Regions from separate parts of the Mus musculus genome. Here region 1 is linked to region 2. The links are chromatin contacts, called in public Hi-C maps. All regions are on one chromosome and are shown on one strand. Each heading gives the region's core, a stretch centred on a gene start, on an enhancer-like site or on the middle of the called end of the contact. The rest is flanking DNA. Distances are from core to core; before and after follow the strand shown. Region 1 overlaps Gm40011. Region 2 has its middle 57 kb from the start of Gm14642.

Evidence for each region. A called contact is a pair of places that touch in the nucleus more often than the background predicts.
Region 1: a contact with region 2 is called in a Hi-C map of CD8 T cells, with 2.3 times the contacts expected there. The contact joins two enhancer-like sites. A contact is called at or near these places in 4 of 484 Hi-C or Micro-C datasets (CD4 T cells, CD8 T cells, adipose-derived mesenchymal stem cells and 1 more) and 3 of 115 datasets of contacts at active chromatin or transcription factors (double positive thymocytes, memory CD8 T cells and thymic regulatory T cells).

The regions. Positions count from the first base shown.
Region 1 is chr2:173,086,969-173,091,466 of GRCm38.p6, forward strand. All of the region lies in intron 2 of Gm40011, which reads left to right. Among named protein-coding and RNA genes, the nearest start is that of Gm40011, 6.4 kb to the left of the region's middle. RefSeq lists an enhancer at 1-1,899. Within about 2 kb of position 2,698, at least 14 of the 459 cell types and tissues checked have an H3K27ac peak or open chromatin away from gene starts, as enhancers often do. A contact at or near this core is called in CD8 T cells and regulatory T cells, where this site is marked.
Region 2 is chr2:173,449,010-173,454,047 of GRCm38.p6, forward strand. No RefSeq gene overlaps it. Among named protein-coding and RNA genes, the nearest start is that of Gm14642, 57 kb to the left of the region's middle. Within about 2 kb of position 3,327, at least 125 of the 459 cell types and tissues checked have an H3K27ac peak or open chromatin away from gene starts, as enhancers often do. A contact at or near this core is called in CD8 T cells and regulatory T cells, where this site is marked.

The DNA of each region.
Region 1 (4,498 bases), core at 1,448-3,947, 360 kb before region 2:
CACCGAGCCATCTCTCCAGCTCTTCTTTCTGGTTTTTGCCTAGGCTGTCTTTGAATTTACTATGTAGTCAAGGATGTCCTTGAACCTCTGCCTCCACGTTCTGAGATTACAGGCCTGGCCCCAACACTCTGCTCATGGTGGGAGTTGAACTGGGGCTTTGTGCTAGGCAAGCACTCTGTCAGCTTGCTAGTATGTAGCTCAGGCTGTCATCAAACTCACGATTCTCCTGCCTCAGCTTCTTCAGCATTTGCCTCCTGGGCTGCAATACAAGCTACTAATTTATATATATATATTTTTCGTTTTAAGACAGGAATTGAAGGTAAGTCTCAGAACCTGACCCCAGGGTGCAGTCCAGATCTGGGAATTAAGCCGAGTATCTGACCATCTGGGAAGGCAGCTTCTGTAACCTGCGTCTTGTCACTTAGAATGGCCGGGGCTGGTCATTCCACAGTGTCGATGCCATCTAGACAGACCAGGCTGTGGAAGAGAACAGGACACTTTGTCTGCATTCCTGAGATCCCCTCACTGTCGTCCAACCGTACTGCGTGCGGCTTCCACCCCAGACCTGGCTGGTATTTTTAGCTTGCAGCGAGCGCTTGGCACCCTGCACGGCCCTGAACACTGACCAAATTTAGAAATCTCAGGAGTCTCGGCACTATGAATGAACGGGCTCTGGTGAGTGAGCTGCTGCTGACAGGGCTCTGCTGCCGCTGCTGGGGAAGCCTGGGGATGCTGAGCAGCCAGAGAGAATCAAGACACCGTCACCCCTGAGCTCCAGCCAGCCCTGGGAACGGCAAAGCTAACACAATATGCATGTCCACCAGAGCCTGGCAGGTGACCAGACAGGGGTGGGGTGAGGGTGAAGATGAGGCTGCAGGGCAGTGTGGGGAGAAGAGGGGGACATGCCACATTTATGTTGCCAAAGTTAGTGTGTACTTCATCTGAAATTAGAACACTGGAGACAGAAAAAGTTCAAATACTCCAAGACCATAGACTAATTTATTATGTCTGTCTGTCTGTCTGTCTGTCTCTGACTGTCTGTTTCTTCTCTGTCTCTCTCTCTCTCTGTCTCTCTCTCTCTGTCTCTCTCTCTCCTAGACAGATAATAGACAAATTATCTGACTACATAGTCTTTTTCCATCTGGTAGATATCTTTAACCTCCATGTTGTCAATATTCACAGACACACGCTGAATATTCAAAGACACAGCCTCCATTTGGGGAAGGGCCTTTCCACCCAGCAAGAGGTTCAAGGGTCCAGGAGCCCCCAGGAAAGGCCTTGGCTCCTCTCAATGTTTCTGCCTCTGGTTCTTATTGTCACGGGTGCTGGGGATGGGACCAGCATAAGCTAAGCTAAGCAGGCATGCTCTCTACCACTGAGCTACCCCCACTCCCAGGTCTACATTACTCCTTTTCACAGTTCAGGCCTTAGAATAGAATCACTGTTTGAGAAATCTTAATCACGTTTGGATTGCTCTGCACGCTTGCAGCCATTAACCAGAAATGATGAGTACAGCAGGCCACCCTCTAAGCTCAGTTGCCTCTAAGAGAAATATTTAAAAAAATTTTTTTTAGATTTATTTTTATTTTATGTGTGTATTTTGCTTGCCTGGGTATCTATTCACTATTCGTGTGCCTGGTGCCTGTGGAAGTCGGAGGAGGGCCTCAGATCCCTCGGAACCGGAGGCAGTTGTGAGCTGCTATGTGGATGCTTGGAATTGAACCTGGGTTCTCTGGAAGAACAGGCAATGCTCTAAACAATGGAGACATCTCTCCAGCCCCCAAGAGAGCTATTTTACCAGAGCTGTTTGTATGACATCTCCTGGCCACAGGAGACTTTTGTGGCACTTTCTGTGGTGTCCAGCACAGCGGGCCTCCTGTTCTGTCCTCTGCTCAGGGTGGAAGCAGAGGCAGGCACACCATTTGAAACACTAGGTTGTGCAGGTTGCAGAGATGATTGGTGGTGACCGTGTTTATGACAGCCATGCCTTGGGAATGTGGGGCGGCTGGTGTGAGCATCTCACACCAGGTACTCACTACAAATCAACTTCTACGAAAGGCTGGGGCGAGGGAGTGTGAGCGGAGATGAGCACCACACTCCAAGTCATTCGCTGTCGTCGGTATGTTTCACTTGCCTTAGAGACAAAACCAGGACCACTGATAGGACCAGCCTGAGGCCTGTCATGGGCATCAGAAGAGATGAGCGTTCATTCGGGAGACCAGACCTAGGAAAAAACCTGTTCTTGCCACTTTCCAAAAGTGAGCCATCATGACATGGATGCCACCAATGGACCTCGATGTCAGCTGTAGAGGTTATCACGATGTAAAGCATGCTTTCTGTTGGTCTCTCTCTCTCTCTCTCTCTCTCTCTCTCTCTCTCTCTCTCTCTCTCTCTCTCTCTCTCTCTCTCTCTCTCTCGTTTTAACGGTCTTTGTAGGAGAATGCTGTCATCAACCTAAGTTACAAGGGGATATACTGTCTCCTGGCAAAACAGGCGTGAGCTGGGGCAGAGGTGAATCTCCAAGTCTCTAAAGGAAGTCCTTCCCAGGTAGCTCCCCTAACCTGCCACCCTCATCAACAAATTCTCCTCGGGTACAACACAAGGTAAGCTGCCAAGATTGAGTCCGGACTTTGTGTGTTTATGGAAGTGCCTTGAATCACCAGTACCAGTGTTTGAGAAGTTGACGCCTGCCCTCTGGTGGGCACTAGATGCACTGCAGCTGTGTTAGAGCCCAGTGCATTGGAATCTGCCACCCTTCAGCAACTGTGTGCTGCGCTCTCCTCCTGGATGGGGTTTGTCATAGAACAGAGTCAACATTCCAGCCAAACTTTGCTGTCCGATCCAAAAGTCTGCTTATAAGGAGATTTTTGACTGCTCTTTAGAGACCTACGAGGCTTGCTTTTTTTTTTTTTTTTTTTTTTTTTTTTTTATTTTGAGACAAGGTCTCATATAGTCCAAGTTGGCTTTGAACTCACTATGTAGCTAAGAATGACTGTGAACTCCCAAGCCTCTTGTCTCCCCAATGCTGGGATTACAAACCCTGCACCACTGCATGCAGTTTATTCTGTGCTGGGATCAAACACAGGGCTTCATGCTAGACAACCACTTTCCTGACTGAGGGACGGCCTCGCCCCAGCCTCTTAGGTTAGCATCCTAAGAACATGTTCTTTCCCTTGCATGCTCTTTAAAAAGGCTTATTTTTATTTCATGTGTGAGTGTTTTGCCTACATGTATGTGTGCGTACACTGTCCCCGGAGGCAAGAAGAGGGCGTCAGATGCCCTGCAACTGGAGTTACTAACAGTTGTGAGCTGCTGTGTGCCTGCTGGGAGCTGGACCTAGGTCCTCTGCATGGGCCAACAGTGCTCTATAACCACTGAGCCACCTCTCCAGCCTCATTTGTTCTTAAACTAAGAGTGTTAAAGTGCTGTGAAGTGCACAGAAGAGCTCCCACTGTGGTACTTCTTCTTTTCAAAAGATCTATTTATTTAATGTATGTCTTCAGACGCACCAGAAGAGGGCATTGGATCGCATTCCAGATGGTTGTAAGCCACCAGGTGGTTGCTGGGAATTGAACTTGGAATCGCTGGAAGAGAAGCCAGTGCTCTTAACCTCTGAGCCACCTCTCCAGCTCCCATGGTACTTCTTTAAAACTACAATGATTTGTGTGCACGTATAGCACTCATGTGTGTCAAGGTATGCATGTGGGCTCAGAGGACAAGTGTCAGGATGGCTTCAGTTCTCTCCTGGGGATTGAACTCAAGTCATTAAGGCTTGGCAGCAAGCACCTTTTACCTGCTGACCCATATTGCTGGCCCCACAATGGCTAAATATACAGTTAGTTTAGAGGTGTTCAGAGTGTCGCACTGTTGAGTAGCCTTCATGGCCTTTCTAAGTCTTCATGCTGAATAACGGTTCAATGGGTGTTGCAATGTCCTCATTAAACGCTATTCCTCTGTGCTCCCGCCCCTGCTGCCCTCTGTTCTCCTGTCCTTCCCAAGGATGCTGACTCCCCTGGGAGCTCCCACCACACCGCCCAGCAGAGCTCAGTGTTCACCTAGGCTGGAGAGCACTTGCTCTTTCAGGGCTGCATAGTGAGCCGTTGCACATATGGTCCACATTCTATTTTTCTCCTCGCCCACTGATGGGGTCTTGCTTCAGTGTGGGCATACACGACTCTCTCAGAAACCCCAGTCCCAGTTTGGTTGGGAGCCCAGCAGCGAGCTGTGGAACCACGTTGGCATTTCACTTGAATGTTCTGGGGAAATGTGCCTTCCCAAAACACCGCCTAGATGTTTCCACCCACAGAACACAGGGCACCAGGTCCTCTGAATTTCTCACTACACAGAGGTGACACCTTGTGTGTGCATGCCTCTGCACGTGCACGAGTGTGGAGGTCAGAGGTCGACACAGAGTGCCTAACCCAACCGCTCTATACCTTAGATTTTCAACACAGGGTGAGTACTGAACCTGGGACCCACGGAGTCAGCTATGTCAGAT
Region 2 (5,038 bases), core at 2,077-4,576:
CATTTTCCATTTTGAGTCAGACTTTTTACTCTTCAAACTGTACTTTTTCAACTTCTTTTACCCCACTTGCTCTTTTCTGTGTGAACCAGCACGATGATGATCACTGATAATCCTGCAGCAGAGTCACTATCAGGCTCTTCTGAAATCCCCTCACGGGTCAATTCAGACTCAGGCAGATTCTCAGGACAAGGATAAGAAGAAGCCACGTTCTTTGCCAAGCTATTGCAGTATACTGCTGAACTGTAGTTATGCTATCTTATGAAAGTATTCTTAAGTGCTAAAACTATCTTGGATAAAATGGGCCTCTGGACCAGCCCTAAATTCCCTGTGACCCTGAGCTAAAGGTTAACTGTCTGGCCGTTTAATTGCTGTCTCTCTGCTCTGTAAGCAAAGCTTGCTTGCTACAGATGTCCACAGCTGCCTTTCTGTAAGCTCCCCAACTGCGGGGTTTGCCCTTAAAATCTGGAACCAACTGGAGAGGCTGCTTCCCACTAATCTGCTTGGGACCGTCCCACCAGACAGCCGTTAATAAAGACTCCATTTAACATATTCAGGTCTCTCTCAGGAGTTTTTCTCTCCAGGTACTTCATAAAAATATCATCAAAGTCTCTAGCCCAGGTGCTATCACTCCCCTCAGAAGCCTCCTGAGTGAGGCCTCTGTAGTCCACGTGGTTCTCAGCACTACTGTTTTCTCAGCTTCGCTTACAACATTTGACTGCTTACCTAGTCCAAAATTCCAAATCTGGGCACATTCCTCCAGAAAGCAGTTACTTTTCTATTGCTGTGAAAAGACACCGTAACCAAAGCAGATAGAAGAAATTGGCACTTACTTAGGGGTATGGTTTCAGAGGGTTAATAATCTATCGCAGCAGACAGTGTGGCAGCAAGTGGCCAGCATAGTAGGTGCTTCCAATGGGAGCTCACATCTTGATCTGCAAAGGGGAGGCAGAGAGACGGAGACAGGGACAGGGATGGGACAGGGACAGATACAGACACAGACACAGGGACAGACTCAGACACAGGGACAGGGACAGGGACAGAGAGACTGAGGATGATGGGAAGTCTTTTAAAATCTCAAAGCCTGTTCCTAGTGACATGTCTCCTCCAACAAGATCACACCTCCTAATCCTTACCAAACAGATCTACCAACTGTAGACCAAGTATTCAACTGTATGAGCTGCAGGGAGCCATTCTCATTCAAACAAGCACATCAGAGCAAACCCTTTCCCCCTTCAGTTGTTTCTTGTCTGGTGTAGGTTAAGCAACAACAACAACAACAGAGCACTTAAACAGCGATTGGAAACGGGAACATGACCAATCCTAGGCAAGCTGAGGAGTTATGAGGGAAAGAACAGCCAGAGGCATCTGGAAGGGTCCAGGCCGAACCGGATCATGGTCATGATGGGGATGGGGGCAGTGGAGGGTGGCAAGAAAGGAAGAGAAGAGCCAAGAGGGAGAGGAGAACCAAGGGGCCAAGAAAGAGCCTGCCAGGGCCAAGAGAGGAGCCAAGAGACCAAGGGAGCACCTGAGAACCAAGAGAGTGTACAGCCAAGATGGCTGAGTTTTATGGGAATCAGAGGAGCTGAGGGAAGGGAAGGGGAGGAGAGGGGAGGGGAGGGGAGGGGAGGGGAGGGGAGGGGAGGGAAGCTTAGCCTCTGGGCTAGAGAAGGGAGGGGGCAGGATGGAAACTTCTGGGAGGAACCACAGGCTCTGAGCTAGGCTTGTTTCTTTAGGACCTGACAGTGAGTGCGGGCAAAGTTTTAAATGCACAATAGAGGAGTTCTGTGGGTGTAACAAAGTGTTGATGGAAACGCAGATCAGGGATGGAAACCCAGGACCACAGCGTACACAAGGAAGGCAGTTTTGTATTATTAGGGAAAAGAAAAATGAAGTTCCTCTCTTATTCATTGAGTTAAAGACACACGGTGAACAGCACAGACATCCACATCCACCCAGTATACTGAGAACTCCCAAATAAATTCCCTCCCAACCGTCCCGGGGGGGGGGGGGAAGTCAACTAAAGCCAGAAACATTCGTCCCGTTGAAAGTGTTAGCAATGGCACTAAACCAGCTTCCCAGTGCGGCTAGCAGGAGCGTGGGGGATCCCTGCCCAGAAAGGGAATAGTCTTAGACGATGGGAGAGGTGAGTCTTTATCGTGCCAGCTTTAAAATTTTTGTTACAAATTTAAAGAAAAGGTTTTAAAAGATTTTTTTTCAAAAATAAGTAGGAAATCTTTTAAGTAAGCCAGCAGAGGCCATGGGCCATAAAATTTAGAAGGTTTCTGGAAATCTCCAAGATCAATTGATGGTCTAAAATTTCGAATTTACTTTCTTATGCCCACATGAGGAGAGTAGTGGCCACCATAAATACAAGGCCAACATGAGCCGTTCATTTAAGCTGGTGAGCTGCCTCATAGCCATGATCAGGATGCGCTCCCTGGGGCTGGAGAGAGCAGCTGGGTGAGTGTAACAGGCACTCAGACAAAATGGAGTTACTGTGGGCAGCTCAGCTCAACTTTGCTTTAGCTTTGGGTTGGTCGCTGCTCTATACACTTTCTATTTATTCTTGTGGCGTGTGTATGTTGTGTGTGTGTGTGCATGCGTGCTGTGTGCGTGTGTGTGTGTGTGTGTGTGTTTGTGTGTGCATGAGGAGGCCAGAAGAAAGCATCTGGCATCTTCCTCTGTCACTCCCTACCTTATTCCCTCGAGACAAAGGCTCTCATTGAACTTGGAGCCAGCCATTTTCCTGGCTGGCCTGGCTGGACTACTGTCCAGGCTCCGTGATTCAATCCCCATTGTCTCCTCCCCACACGGTGTTAGGGTTACAGGCAAACCCAGCTTTTTACTCCAATGTTGAGAAATCTGTGCCCAGGTCCTCATGGTCGTCTGGCAAGCACCGTTACCCCCTGAGCCCTCTCCCAGGTCCCCCATAAGCATCTCAAGTATATTTGAACTAAATTGACAAAGAAACTGCAGCTCACACACTAAGGACCTGAACTCATGACATAAGTAGTTTTGAGTCACCCACTCCTTCGAGGGAGACTTGCGGCTAAAAGAGGAAATTCATTTCCATCGAGACAGGAGAGTTTTTATTCCTGTTGAGTAATCTAGATTCTGTGGAAAATGAAGCGAGAGGCTGAGGTCGCGCTTAATGCTGGCTTGCATCATGTGATGCATAAGGAAAATATTTGGGATCGGTTTCTGGAGTGGACTCGTGGAGCACCATGGCTACAGTGGTTAAAAATCAACACAGTTTACCGCACAGCACGGGCATGAGTCACCCTGAGTTTATAGATGCGCCCGCTCTGAACCGTGAAGCCATGTCTTCAGCCACCCACCCCGTCCTCCCTCTTAAAGATGAAAGAAAGGGGGAAGGAAGCAGCTTTCTCACACACAAGCAGTTCCTGGAACTGGAGTGACGTGGGTATGGTTATACATTTCTAAAATTGAAAACTTAGTCAAATACACCCAAGGCTCACACACAACGAAGTGCAAACAGCTAAACTCAAATACGCAGTTAAGGATGAAATGCACACTTGTAAAACATCGTGCCAATAATTCTATTATGCAGAAACGACAGTATCTTGAACATAGACACGGATTAAAATTTAACTTTGCCTTTTAAAGGTTTTCTTTTTTATCATGACAAGATCTTCCTGCGTAGCCAAGGCCACCCTTGAACTTGTAATCCTCCTGCCTCCGCTTCTCAAGTGCTGAGATTCAATGTGTGTGTGGTGACCATCAAGCTTGAGGCTTTGCCTGTGGCTTGTCTTCATTCTTATCCCGCAGCAGAGAATTGCTCTGTCTTTAGTCTCTGGACGTAAGCTCAAGTCCATTTTAGTAAAAGTTGCAAGGCCCAGGCAACAAGTCTAATTCTGGCCAAGTTTAGTGTTGAAAACACATTCATTTCTGGTACCAAAACCCAGGGGAAACTATATACAAGCCTTGAGCTTTCGTAAACCTTCACAGGTCAGGGCCAGCCAGCAGAAATCTGCGTGTCCTGGAGGTGACACCAGAGAAAGAAACCACAGCCTTTGTGACCTCGTGTGGCCCAGTGTGGGCTTGTGTGAGAGCCAAGGCCTATGGGGTAGGTGCAGAGATTTAGTTGGGGGTCTGATATAGCTCAAATGAAATTTAAGAAATGAAATGTATGAAGACTAGTTCAAACTCATTGTAAAGTGAGACTCAAATCATGGACATGTTAATGTAGATCTTTGGCAAATTAGGGCCGTGCATACATTCAGATACCCACCAGACTGGCCTTGAGCTCAGAGATCCAACTGCCTCTGTCTCCTGAAATACCCAACTCTTTGCCTCCAACTTGACTATTTCCCTTAGTGACTGTTTTGTTTTAATCCCTGACAATGCAGCCACTTATCACCTGATCCGTTACGTTGCTCCGTTTGGATATTCATTGTTTGACTTACCAGATGCTCTGATTGGTGTGTTCTTTTTCACACGCAATGCAGAACATTTAAAGACACGGCTTTCCCTCTGAATGTGGCTTTGGCTGCTTCTAAAATGTTGCTGTTGCCATAAATTGATACCCCAAATAAGCTAAAATGTAATGTTTTGCTATCTCCTTGATCTAAAACTTGTTGAGGAGAATTTGTTTTAAAACTGCCTACTGCAACTACCCAGCGATTAGACAAAGGTTAATTAAATTGTGGTAAAATTCACACAGTCACTGCACCGTCATAGGTGAGAGCCAGATGATGCACACTGTATTGAAGGTGATGTCCCCGGCATAGGTGAAATACACATACAGCTTTACTGAGTAGCCTAGAGTGGTGTCCCTGGCAGCTGAACTCAGCAGCCTGGGGGTGCAGCCTCTGGAAAACGGTGCTGGCTGAGATGTGGAGCAGAGCGCCCTCTGGAGGTAGCCTTGAGGGAGCGCATCTGTGAAGGTGCACTCTGGTGTGTGCAGACCATCTTGTACTGTGAGGCCCACAGACACAGACACCATAAGGGTGACGATCTGGGTTCCTCCATGAAGCATCTGTGTTAGTTTCTTCCTGCATCGCAGTGGCCAAGCAGC